Linked DNA regions of Sus scrofa: regions 1 and 2 are each linked to region 3. Evidence: chromatin contacts called from public HiChIP or PLAC-seq data. All regions are on one chromosome and are shown on one strand. Each heading gives the region's core, a stretch centred on a gene start, on an enhancer-like site or on the middle of the called end of the contact. The rest is flanking DNA. Distances are from core to core; before and after follow the strand shown. Region 1 has its middle 19 kb from the start of QKI. Region 2 has its middle 43 kb from the start of QKI. Region 3 overlaps PACRG (parkin coregulated gene protein).

What was found. HiChIP or PLAC-seq counts read pairs in DNA pulled down with a chosen protein or histone mark.
Region 1: a contact with region 3 is called in an H3K27ac HiChIP or PLAC-seq map of skeletal muscle. The contact joins two enhancer-like sites. A contact is called at or near these places in 2 of 47 Hi-C or Micro-C datasets (embryonic fibroblasts and liver) and 2 of 2 datasets of contacts at active chromatin or transcription factors (alveolar macrophages and skeletal muscle).
Region 2: an H3K27ac HiChIP or PLAC-seq map of skeletal muscle shows a contact between it and region 3. The contact joins two enhancer-like sites. A contact is called at or near these places in 1 of 47 Hi-C or Micro-C datasets (skeletal muscle) and 2 of 2 datasets of contacts at active chromatin or transcription factors (alveolar macrophages and skeletal muscle).

Annotation. Positions count from the first base shown.
Region 1 is chr1:4,900,531-4,904,703 of Sscrofa11.1, forward strand. No RefSeq gene overlaps it. Among named protein-coding and RNA genes, the nearest start is that of QKI, 19 kb to the left of the region's middle. Within about 2 kb of position 2,446, at least 11 of the 83 cell types and tissues checked have an H3K27ac peak or open chromatin away from gene starts, as enhancers often do. A contact at or near this core is called in skeletal muscle, where this site is marked.
Region 2 is chr1:4,924,682-4,928,676 of Sscrofa11.1, forward strand. No RefSeq gene overlaps it. Among named protein-coding and RNA genes, the nearest start is that of QKI, 43 kb to the left of the region's middle. Within about 2 kb of position 1,425, at least 7 of the 83 cell types and tissues checked have an H3K27ac peak or open chromatin away from gene starts, as enhancers often do. A contact at or near this core is called in skeletal muscle, where this site is marked.
Region 3 is chr1:5,098,510-5,102,988 of Sscrofa11.1, forward strand. All of the region lies in intron 4 of PACRG (parkin coregulated gene protein), which reads right to left. Among named protein-coding and RNA genes, the nearest start is that of QKI, 220 kb to the left of the region's middle. Within about 2 kb of position 1,877, at least 8 of the 83 cell types and tissues checked have an H3K27ac peak or open chromatin away from gene starts, as enhancers often do. A contact at or near this core is called in skeletal muscle, where this site is marked.

The DNA.
Region 1 (4,173 bases), core at 1,196-3,695, 200 kb before region 3:
AAATTTAATGAAAGGTTCACAAAATTATTCCAAATTCCACCTGGAGGGGGGAAATGCATTGCTTAGAAAGTATTTCAGAAGAGGATTTTGTATAAAACTGAGGAAAGCAGTGTGAATATTCACAATACTTTAACATGAATATTGCATGGCTCTTATCAAAAAATTAAACACATGTGTACTTCATTATTGATTTGTGCATCAATAGATATAGAACTATTACCTCTCTGATAGTATATTGCTCAAGCTGAATTGATGCTCATTCTTCAAGCTGCTAGAGCATCTGCAAGAGGCATCATAGCACCTGAATGAGGCCTCCTGTTGAGCCAGCCCACACTCATCACCTGGTCTAGGCTGAGACTGGACACAAGACAGGAAACACGAGCGCTGCCATTTATGTCATCACCCTAGAAGGCCAGGTTTTGCTCGCAGTAAGGGGTGGGTCTCCAAGAAAGATTTCCTTTGACTAACACTATTCACAAGTTTTCTTTACTTCTTAATGTTTTTATTAGTTACAGTCTTTAAATAGCGTGTATGGGAGTTCCTGTTGTGGCTCAGCGGAAATGAATCTGACTGGTATCCATGAGGATGCAAGTTCAATTCCTGGCCTTGCTCAGTGGGTTAAGTCTCCTGCATTGCTGCGGCTGTGGTGTAGGCCAGCAGCTACAACTCCAATTCAACCCCTAGCTTGGGAATCTCCATTGGCTGTGAGTGCGTCCCTAAAAAGCAAAAAAAAAGAAAAAAACAGTGAGGAAACAGACATGTTCATGAGCACTAATAATAATCCTAAAAATTTATGAATTTCTGCAAGTCCATTTGATTATAGGTAATCAAGAGATTTAGAATTATATGTGCCTTTAAGCTATAATTTCACTTTTGGGAATTTATGTTGTATAAATAGTTAAAGATATAGCAAAATTATTTCCAATGTGGCAGATACAGAAGAAAGAATTTTAATTTTGTTATTCTTCATTATTTTTGCCAAGCTATATTTTCTATGATAAAGTTCATTATGTAATAAGAAATCAGCCATAAAATCTGTTAAGAAAAATTGTTTGTCCATAGTCAGGGAGCTCCTTTGTTTTCGACTGATCGAGGATCCCTTCCTGGAACTTCATGGGAGCTACCCCAGGATCACAGAAATGTTCAGATCCAAAGACGGATGAAAAAGGTGCGTGCAAATACTCTTGAGATAGTGCCTCTCCTGACATCAGAGCAAACCATGCAAAATGTCAGAGAAACGGTCATTGTCTGGGGAAATGCACACAAAATTTGAAAATTTTAATTAACTCCTATATATAAATATATATGACAGTTTATAACATCCATTTGCTTTTTTAAAAATGCAACTAAATACACAGAAAATATAGACATCTCAGCATTTTCACTCTCAAAAGTTTGGAGATCTCCTCTTTCACCCCACCTCTGTTTTTCTCTAGTTCAACTTCATTGCCATGGAGTTTCATGCAAATAGAAAAGTAACGCCGGACATCATCTTTTCTCAAACCAGAACTGATCTGAATTTGTATTAAGCCAGCAAGGAGTAAATGAAAATATCTCTATGAAGTCTTAACTCAGAGCTGAAATATCAAAAACGACAGTTTTGCATTCCATCTCATTTTTCACAAGGGTTTTTTTTTTTAATCTCATGGTATGATTTTTGTTTCTCAAATATTTGATCCTTGAAAACTGCACCCAACTCATTACAAGGTTTAAAAACACTGCCTGTTTTGGAATGTTTACACACGGTTCTCAAACACGATGGGAACTGGCAGACCAGCCCAGGCTGTTTTCATGGAAGCGCTGGGAGTGGCAGCTGTTACACATCCCGATATTTTTCCAGACTGAAACTCTTATTCCCTACACCCAGGCACGTGTTTCACAGCTGAGCCCAAATCCAAACCGAATTTAAAACTTTTTGGCTAAATGCCACATTCAAAACTTCCCTGACCTGTCTTCCTCTAGTCTCTGACAGCGTATACACGTACTGACTAGTCTGAAAATAGCTGGTTCGTAAACAGGGGGGAAACTGTCCAAGAAATATTTGCACAATGAAATAATCATTTCGTTTTGTCCATATAGACAAACAACCAGTCCATTTGGTAAAAAAAAATTTTTTGTTGTTCTTTTTAACATCTCATGAGTTGACTGAACTCGACTGGATGGTTTGTTTATATTGGTTCATTGTTATCTACTGAGGTGAATCTTAGATCTGATTTTCATAATATAGGGAAGAATGTCCACTGAGAAATGTCTTAAGTTATGTCTTAAGTACTGTAGTTGGTATTTAAGCATATGGTTAAACGCAGCTAATACTGAGTAATAAACGCTTCAAGTGGGAAAGCCCTGCAGAGTTTGTCTTTCCCAGTGGCTGACAGAGCCCTGAGCTTCAGTATTTCCTTCCTTGAGCACTGTAATGACTGCAATCCCATCAGTGACTTTTGGTATGATGGATTTCCTGCAACAACAAAAAATACAATTAAAAAAAACCCAGGGGCACTGTCTAGCCATTTACTCCTTTAACCTCTGTACAGTGTTGCATAAGAGATGTGAAAACCAGAGCAGATCAAGTTTGGAACCTACCAACCTTGGCCTCTTGCCTTCAAGGAATGTTTAGGTCTATTTTTTTTTTTTTTTTTTTTTTTTTAAGAGTTGCTGCCGTTTAGCTCAGTAAGTTAAGGATTGGGCGTTGCCACAGGCTGCGAAGCTTGGATCCTGTATTGCTGTGGCTGTAGTGTAGGCTGGCGGCTGCAGCTTTGACTTGACCCTTAGCCTGGGAACTCCCATATGCCACAGGTTTGGGCGTAGAAAGAAAAAAGCAAACAAGCAAACAAACAAGCAAAAAGCAACTAGTTCTTACAGAGAGAAAAGTTGGGAATAAGACTTACGTAATCCTTCACTTTAAGCATAATTCACCTACAAAATCATTCAGTCTTCCTAAACTATGTGAATGGAATTTGTTTGCATAAATCTAATTCCACCAAAGGCTTCTAAAGTGTGAACTAATTACACGATCTAATTTTGGAGCTTTTCCAAAGTTAATCTCTGAATTAGTTATCTTTTGCTTTTCTTTTATGTGTCATCTTGCTTTTTCACATTTCATTAGGTATCAAAACCAAGAGAGACAAAGTACAAGCTATTTATGTGTTATTAAGTCTCAAGATAATGGGAAATATTTTATCACAGTTAGATCTGCAGAAGAGTTAGGTGGTTCCTAAACCAGTGTTTTGGCAGAAAATAAATAATTATGGGCAGCAGTAACTTAAAACACTTAAAGATATTCCTAAGAACAGTCATTTTGACTGACGTTGACCTTGGTGCTCATGCATGTCTATGAGTGTGTGTGCGTGTGCGTGTGCACGCGTATGTGTGTGCGTGCGAGTGCATATGTGTGCATGTTTGTGTGCACGCGTGTGCGTGCGTGCGTGCGTGCGAGAGAGCATGTGCTCGCGGCTATACAATGAGGTGTGGTTGCAGGGAGCACTGGATGTTATGTGGGAAGTCATGGGTCCAAGGCCGGTCCCAGCACTGGCTGACTGTTTGATAGGAAGGAAGTTACCCACTGTCTCTGAATCTCAGTTTTCTCATCTACAATTAGGCTTAATGGAGTTCCTGTTGTGGCTCAGTGGGTTAAGAGCTTGACTGGTATCCATGAGGATTGCTGGTTTGATCCCTGGCCTCGCTCATTGGGTTAAGGATCTGGCATTGCTGTGCATGAGCTGTGGTGTAGGTCACAGATGTGGCTTGGATCCCACATTGCTTTGGCTGTGGTGTAGGCCGGCAGTTGCAGCTCCAGCTCCGATTCAACCCCTAGCCTGGGAACTTCCACATGCTGTGGGTGTGGCCCTAAAGAGACAAAAAAAAAAAAAAAAAAAAAAAAACCCTGACAAAATAAAATAATAAAAATAAAATAAAATTAGGACTAACAATGCTTGTCCAGGTCTACCCTTTCAAGGGCTTGTCATAGAAATAAAAAGAAATCAGGGTCCTAATAGCATGTCCTGGAGCGTGACATAATTATACCAATGACACAATGTGAGATTTGGGATAATTTATCTAACATGACTGAGTCTTATTCCTTCTTACATGGGAGGGTTATAACAAACTCATGGCAGTAGACGTGATATTGCAGTGTAATATGCTGCAGGCAGACACATTAGTTTGGCTCTTTAAGGA
Region 2 (3,995 bases), core at 175-2,674, 170 kb before region 3:
ACGTGGGATCCATGCTGCATCTGTGACCTACACCACAGCTCATAGCAACGCCTGATCCCCAACCCACTGATCGAAGCCACATCCCCACGGATACTAGTCAGACTTGTTTCCGCTGCGCCACAATGGGAACTCCCAAAAGCCAACACATTTCAAACCTGGTTTCTGTTCTACGCCATCGTCTTGCCAATCACGTGGCTGTGGAGAGGCGTGGGAGGCACCGTGAAGCCACCAGGAGACCGACTCTCAGGGAGGCCGACAAGCGACCGCCCTTCTGTGAGGCTTGGTCCCCTCACCTGCAAACTGGCGGTGATCTTCCAGGGTGATCAGGGCTCAAGGGGAGCACCCACGGGGCATCCTCGGGTTCTGGAAGCTGTTCAACCCCCCCCCCCCCCCCCGCCTCAGGCTTCCAAACTTCTTTCCAGGCGTGTTGAACCCGCCTTGGTCATCCCCAAATGCCGATGACCATTTATCTTATTCACAAACCATTTTGTGTATCCCTGGATTGTTTTACAGTTTTAACATTTTATTGTTTTGTCTTGTTACTTTTAGCTTTTATTAAAGCTGCCAATTTTTATAATCAATTTTCTGTTTGTATTGTTTACCTTCCTTGACATTGTGATTTGAAAGGATGTCTCTCTCTCTCTTTTAACGCTCTTATCTGCTCTGTGTTTTAGAAGGTCAAGAAGTTTGCTGACCGACTAACAGAATGATCAAAACGTCCCACACCCAGGCTTTCCTTCTCAAACCCCAGAACTGCAGGGTCAGGGAGTCCTCTGCGGTCCGGGTGGGCCGCAGGGCTGATGGATGCTGGAAAAAATGTTGACGATGAGATGCGGAGATGACCCATGAAGTAACCCTGCCCAACGCGGGGCACCCTTCTGCGAGGCCCAAGGCCCGCCATGTAGACCTGTGGGTCCCCCTGCAGGGTTTTCCGTCCCGCTCCGGGCTGCCCCTCTCCCGTGGGGGAAATGCCCCCCTTCCCTGGTAACCCGCGTCTGCTTTCTGTTTGTGCCTCTGCCGACATTTACTTTTATCCACATTTTTTTGGCTCAGCATCTTGGTTCAGATGCCGACCTTAGGCCTTTGCACAAATGCCTTGCAAACACATACGTCGGTCAATGTCAGTATCAGATCGGGTTCGCTCACCCTGGACGCGTATTTATTTATTCCCGTTTTACAAGCTAAGCGTCTCCTCCTGGGCCCGGCCCTTCATTCCCTTAGTTCTGAGTTGTCCGCTCCGCTCACAGGCGCTGAGCTCCTCCGAGGTGCGGGGCTGGGGGCTCCACCCGCCGCCCTCTGAGCGCCTGTGCTGATTGCTGCTCTCCGTCTTCCTTTTCATTGCTTCGGCGTCCTCGGTGTGACTGCGCTCCGAGGTGCCCACACAGCGCATAATATCCCATGACAGGATGCCTTTCCGGGTGCAAACCAAAATAGCACTGGCCTTTGTGCGGCCTATTCCTTTCTAATCTCGTCCTGACACGCCGCCCAGCCTCACCTCTCAAACATTTCGGTCCCTGTCTGACCCACGTCGTGAGGGCTGGGATAGATCTAAGGCGATCTTCTGCGGCTTCTGTATTTGCGAGCTTTGAATCCATTCACATGTTTTCTCCTCACCACCATCTGAATTGCGTCCCTGGTGGGAAGTCAGACGCTTGTTTTTCAATCCGGTTTCCTTCTGCTCACAAAGATGTGAAAGAAACTATATCCAGGCTTGGAAGAGAGGCTCAATTACATTCTAGGAAAGTAACAATTTAGACAGTCTCGTTTTAAGCAACCGCGTCTCTTTTTTTTAAAAATTTAGAGCTGGATGAGAACTGAGGAATCGCTCCCCCAAACCTGAGCTTCTGCGGGGAGGGTGTGCTGAATCAGGATTAGATTCGGGGCCTCCCGCCTCAGTTTGGTCTGTGGGTCCCCTTTCAAGTCTACCTTTTTTAAAAAAAAATATTTTTACTTTTATTTTTTAATTAAAGTATAGTTGATGTACAGTGTTCTGTCAATTTCTGCTATACAGCAAAGTGACCCAGTCATACATACATATACACAATTTTTCTCACATTATCCTCATCGGGTTCTATTACAGGGATTGGCTGGAGTTCCCTGTGCTGTACAGTAGGACCTCATTGCTTTTTTTTTTTTTTTTTTTAAGGGCTGCACCCAAGGCATATGGAAGTTTGCAAATTTCCCAGAGTTCCCAGGCTAGAGGTCAAATCAGAGCCACAGCTGCCAGACGATGCCTCAGCCACAGCAATGCCAGATCCAAGCCACATCGCAACGTACACCACAGCTCATGGCAATGCCAGATCCCTAACCCACTGAGCAAGGCCAGGAATTGAACCTGCATCCTCATGGATACTGGTTGGGTTCATTTCCACTGAGCCACGTTGAGAACACTACTTATCCATCCTAAATGTAATTGCTTGCGTCCACTCGCCCCATATTCCCAGTCCATTCCACTCCGCTCCTGCCTTGGCAACTACAAGTCTGCTCTCCATGTCTGCGAGTCTGTTTCTGTTCTGTGGAAAGGTTCATCTGTGCCATATATTAGATTCCACATAGAAGTGATATCATATGGGTATTTGTCTTTCTCTTTCTGACTTACTCCACTTAGTATGAATTCTACTTTTTTAAATCAAAGATAGGTATGTTAAAAAAAGAGTAAAACCACACCCAAGGCCACATCAATCACACATGTTTCCCGTGCCCTGAGCCCCAAACGTGCCTTTCATCCCAGGCTCCTGGGGCCTCTGACTTGTGTTGCTTAACCCCTCGGGGACCCTGCAAGCTCACTCTGGTCCAGGCGGCCTCCCAGTGCGATGGAACCCGGGCCTCTCTTCCCAGCATCTGTTAACCCCCGGTGATGGCCATGTGTCTGCAACAGTTGTCGCTGGCAGCCATGCCCCCTCATGTTGCCTGACTGACTGCATCTCTTTCTTGATAGGGACTGCGTTTTATTTTTGGACAGCTCGGGTTGTTAGAAAGTTTCCCCTCTGATCAAGCCAACTCTGCCTTATCCTACTGCCCTTCCTGGGTCCGTGTTGCTCCGTGACCTTCAAGCAGACTTGGGTCTTTCCCTGCCCTGCTCCTTGACCATGGCCGTCCCCTCCCCTGACCTGCCTCATTTTGACCCCTCGTCCTATTTTCACTTTTCACCGAAGCTTTGCCATTGACAACCCAGCTGGAGTTTCCCCCCGGCTTTTTCTTGACACTTTCTCTAGGACACCTCCTCTGGCATCGACCGCCCCACCACCCCGGCTCCTAGATCTTGAAGGTGTTGAGTTTGCTGCCCCCCCAAGTCAGGAGTAGCCGGGGTGATGGCTCGCCCCACCAGTGTTGGGCCCCGTCAGTTTGGGAATGAGCCTTGGCCTTGCAGGTCTTAGCTCTGTCCTCTGGAGCAGCATCGGGTACATCTAATCCCTGCTGGTATTTCAGGAGCATCACCCCACCCCTCCGGCACGGCTCTGCTCCCTGTCCTGTGCGCTCTTTTAAAGGGTGGATATAAATGCCTGTGTGTGGAGATGGTGCTTGACCTGCACAGGGACCAGGGGCGTTCTCCTGCCTTGGCTGGAACAGTCTATTTCATCAGTGCCGAGTCTTGCCATGGGTTTTGTTTAGCAGCGTGATCACACCCTGAGCTGTGGCCAACCAAATACATCCACCTCTTCCCCTCTCAACTGCGGAGGTGCCGTAAGCCTGGTCCCGATTCTTCTCTGCTTCCAAATCTGGTGCATCCTCTTAACTCCTATTTCACCAGGATAGCTTATGCTAGCTGACGGATGTCTTTTCGAATCCTGATTCTTTCTTGTGCCTTTACCCTTGTTTTTATTAATATATGAATTGTGGGCTTCCAAAGCCTAGGCGGGCATGTTCAGTAAGGGCACAGGTTCACTGCTCTGAACAGCTTTGCATGTGCCCTGGTGTCCGTGAAATAAGGAATGGATGGTGGATGGCAGGGGCCGGGTTTCCCCTGTTGGAGGGATGTTACAGATGCCCAAGGG
Region 3 (4,479 bases), core at 627-3,126:
AGATGGCACAATTTTCTCTTGAAGCAAATGTTATGGCAAGAGAATCAGAGACATGTTTGTATATTTGTCCCGCCCATGGTCATGGGCACCTGAAGAAATAAAAGAGCTATTAGAATAAAGAAGTGAATGTTTGTGTGCAAAGACGCCCCACAGGTAAGGGAAAGCAAGACACAGAAACTAACATTGACTAATCCTAACTCTTCTACTTGTATTCTGTTATTTCTCTCAGTAGGGTTATTTTGACGTGGAAGTCAAAACCTCTAAATTAGGTACGTGCTTGGAAATAAACAGAAAAATCTTTTTACCTGGGCTCTGCACAGGAGAATGGAAACATTAAATGATTTTAGCATCCGAGATAAGAAATCCAAAATCAAAACGGCCTATTTATCTTCTGACTCACTATGTCGCAGAAGCAAAATGTGGGCTAATAAGCGAAAACGCCAGGCTCGTCCACGGGGAGGCTGCCTGAGGAAGCAGCGCTGTGCCTGCTCTTCCGTCCAGTGTCGCTCAGAGCCCATCTGGCCTAACCCTTCCTTACGTTTCACAGTGTCGTGGACCAGGGCTCAAAGGCCTGGCTGCTTTGCAGCTTACGGGACGCTTGGTTTTCTCACGGCAGCTTACTGTCTGCCTGGATCTCAACAGCTACTTTTATGCACCCCTTGGGCTACCAGAGAAATCCCACGACGCCTTCCACCAAAAATAACTGTCTCCAAAAATTCCTCAGGAGTGGCAGCATCCAGGGCGACCCGGGTCGGGGATTCACTCACCACCATCTCCAGCCTTCCTGGGTCACCCCCGGAAGCCGACTCAAATACACACATAAGCAAAGCAAAGACTGTGCTTCTCTGCAAACACAGCTTCCAGGGGAGTCTCCCAAGCTCCCTTCCGACCGGCTCACCTCCCTAAGGAGATTTCAGAGCTGACACTGCTCCCCAGGTTTTAAAATTAACTCTCCTTCCTCCACCCCCGCCAAGGCCAAACCCAGTTATCTGCAAGGGCAGGTCTCGGGGGAAAATACTAACAGTGGTAGCCTTCCTCTCAACACGCAGATATCGGCAGGGATTTAAGAGACGCAGAAATCCAGGTTAGGAGAAGGATGAGAGACAAGGATAATTTCACCTCATGAAGACTCAGGAAGTTGAGCAGCTTTCAGGTATATAAGATATACGATTTGGCAACATGGCATCATGGAAAAAACTGGCAGTTCAGCTCTGCTCTTACCCAGCTCTACGTTGGACAAATGCTTTCATCTCTTGGAGCTTAAGTTTTCTGATGTATAATAAGGTAAAGCCAAGGCCTCCTTCTTATGATTGCTGTGAGATTAAATGAGGTAATTGAGGTAACGGCAGAGGCAGCATCAGTGACAGTGACAGGAGTGAGGGTCAGAGATAGTGCCCAGCTATTTTCTACTTCGAATGAGAATTGAATAAAAAGAAACCCACAAACGCTTAGGAGCAGTTTAAGTTGGGTACCCGAAGTAATTTCCTCACGGGGACAACGTGGCTTGAAGCGGAGGAGTCTGGGCTTCTTCTGCAAGGGCCTCTAGACCAGATGCCCCTTTCTCTGAGTCAGCCATGCCCCTGGCATGGTTTGGCCAGAGCAGGGAAGTGACTGATGGGTCTGTGGGAGGAGGAAGTGTCTATGAGTCTGTGACCAGGCGTTGGGAACTGAAGTTTTGAAAAGTCAGATTCTCCATGTGCTGTTCTGTTCTCAGACTGGGTGGTGACACGTGTTTCCAAGTAAGTGGGAAAGGACATCATACAGAAGAAACCCTTTCCAGGGACCCGGAATTCCTGGCGCGGCGCTCTGTGGCTGGCCGACGCTTCCTGAGCCTGGCCTCGTCTTGCACAGGGTCGTGAAATGACAGCGGATGGCTCTGGGAGCTTTGCCTTGTCATAAACGTTCTGCTAGCAGCTGCCCCAGGGAGTGTGTGCCACCCTCTATGCACTGAATTATCTTCGCTCTGGGAGCCCAGGGCGCTGCTCGAAGAAATGGGAAGAATGAGACACCGCCACCCTAGATGCAAATTTTAACCCAGGGACTCACGAATTGCTGGACACGTGTGGGTGGAAGTTGCTGGTTTGGGAGCTTCCAGACACCCACTAAGTACTCTCCTGCTTGGAGGTGTAGAGGGAGGGTCCTCGAAAGTACTTCCTACAAAAAGGGAAGCAGTGACTTGAATTCTTATCCCACGACCTGGAGGCCTTGAGGCAAAATCTTTTGAAATACGTGAGGAGATGGAGAGCAAGGACCTAAGCCAGGAGGCTCTACCTTATTGCAGGATTCAAAGCCTGAAGCAGACCCGCCTAAACCGTGGAGAATGGCCATGCTTTGGCTTCTAAAAGGGGGTATGGTATCTTTATAACCCAGGCGCAAGGTCTGCTACAGTCTAGCCCCGGAGGAGAAAAGATCATGGCACAAAGTGTCTCTATTCTACGGACAGACTACTTTTGGAAATTCTAAAACCTATTCGTTATTTTTGAATTTTTAATTGGCTCATAAATGCAATAGATGTTTAGAATTATAGAGAAATTTTGACATAATCTAGACGAATCTCAAAATTTAATTTTTAAAACAACTTTTCTTCTCTCATTTTACAGTTCGTTATGGAAGAGATGGTAAGCAAAAGAACCAAAGGCAATCCTTTATACCCTCCCTTCCAAGAAATAGCCATTATTATTGCATTTAAATGCATTTCCTTCTGATGTATGCGTGTGTGCGCATATATGTGTATTTAACACACACATAGTAACACACAATTTGGATTATATTATATACGGAGTTCCCGTCGTGGCACACCAGAAATGAATCCAACTAGGAACCGTGTGGTTGCAGGTTCAATCGCTGGCCTCACTCAGCAGCAGGATCTGGTGTTGCCATGAGCTGTGGTGTAGGTCGCAGATGTGGCTCGGATCTGGTGTGGCCGTGGCTCTGGTGTAGGCCTGCAGCTGTGGCTCAGATTAGACTCCTAGTCTGGGAATCTCCATATGCTGCGGGTGTGGCCCTAAAAAGCAAAAAAAAAAAAAAAAAAAAAAAAAAAAAAGTTATATTATATTCATTTTCATACCTTAATTTTAAACTTTTTATCTTGCTTTTATCATATCCTTAAAATGTTTCACTTTAAATAGCAATGTAATATTCCATCAAGGGAATAAAATATAATTTACTTCACCATTTCCATATTGGTGGGCATTTTACTTATTTCTGTTTCGTCATTGTTACTAAAAACAAATTTAAAATATCTAATGATTTCAGTCTATCTCTACCTTTAATTATTTCTTTAGGTTTAATTCCTGGATTTAAAAATGATTATGTTGAGTTTGTGAGTATTTTAAAATCTAGTTGGCAAACCAATCTCTCTGTATTAGGGATTAGGACTTGAAGTCAAGGGGTCTAGAATCTTCCAGAGATTGCATAGCTCTGTGCTAGAAGTGTGCCCTGAACCCAGGTCTCCTGACACCCAGTAAAGCTCCCTTGCATGCGTTTCAGGATCCAGTCAAAGTGAAGGAAGCAAGAAAGTGTATTGATCAATGCAAGCAGCATTCTTTTTCCCAGGGAAAAGATCCTTGGGAGTTTCTCAGACTGTGTGTGTCTGTGTGTGTGTGTCTGTGTGTGTGTGTACTAATAAAAATCATTCAATGACCTGGGTCAAAGAGGCTTTCTCTGGGCTAAATTGCTATTTACCCTGATGCCAAAGCAAAATATAGTTTCTGCAATTAAAATAACTGAAGTGAAAAAAAAAATCCAGTTATCCTTATTGTATTTTTGGGAACATTCATTTAGAGAATTGCATGTGAAGTTAAGGCCAGTTTACTTAGGTTGAGGGGGTGGAAACCTCTGGAGCGGACCAAGGTAGGGTAACTGCAAATTTCTAATGCTGGCTTCAAATTTTAGACATTAAAAAGCACTTTGCAAGTTTTAAGTATATACCAAGAGGCATAAGGCCTTGTTCTAAAGTAACAATTGTGGCTTAATAAAATGTAGACGCTGAGGGCTTCCTGGGATTCTAATGAAAGATCTTCCTATGTTTGGAAGACACTTCTGTAATTTGCATATTTACTGCGGCCCTTGCTGAGATGACGAAGGACAAACAGGGTCCTTGGTCCATTAACTTTGTGTATCGAGTCCATGGCCTTCTTACATGTCTCTGTATAAAAATACATCCGTGGTAGAGTCTGTGATGGAAAATGCCCCTTCCCACCCCCAGTGCTCACAGCGGAGAGCTGGAGATTCCACACTCTCAGGCCAACTGGGCCGACTGAGGTCAACCTTTAATTCAGGGCTCCTGCCCCGAGGGCTCATGTTACCCCAAGGAAGGAAACAGTTCTTTTTTAATCTGTTAGTCTTTCTCCTCTTGCCCCCGCACCCCTCCCTTTCCTTTCATTACCTTGTCACTATCCAACGGCTGCAACCCACCAGTACAGACTTAGAAATTGTGAGAATTTGGGGAGGATTAATTTTGAACCCTTTTGCACCTGT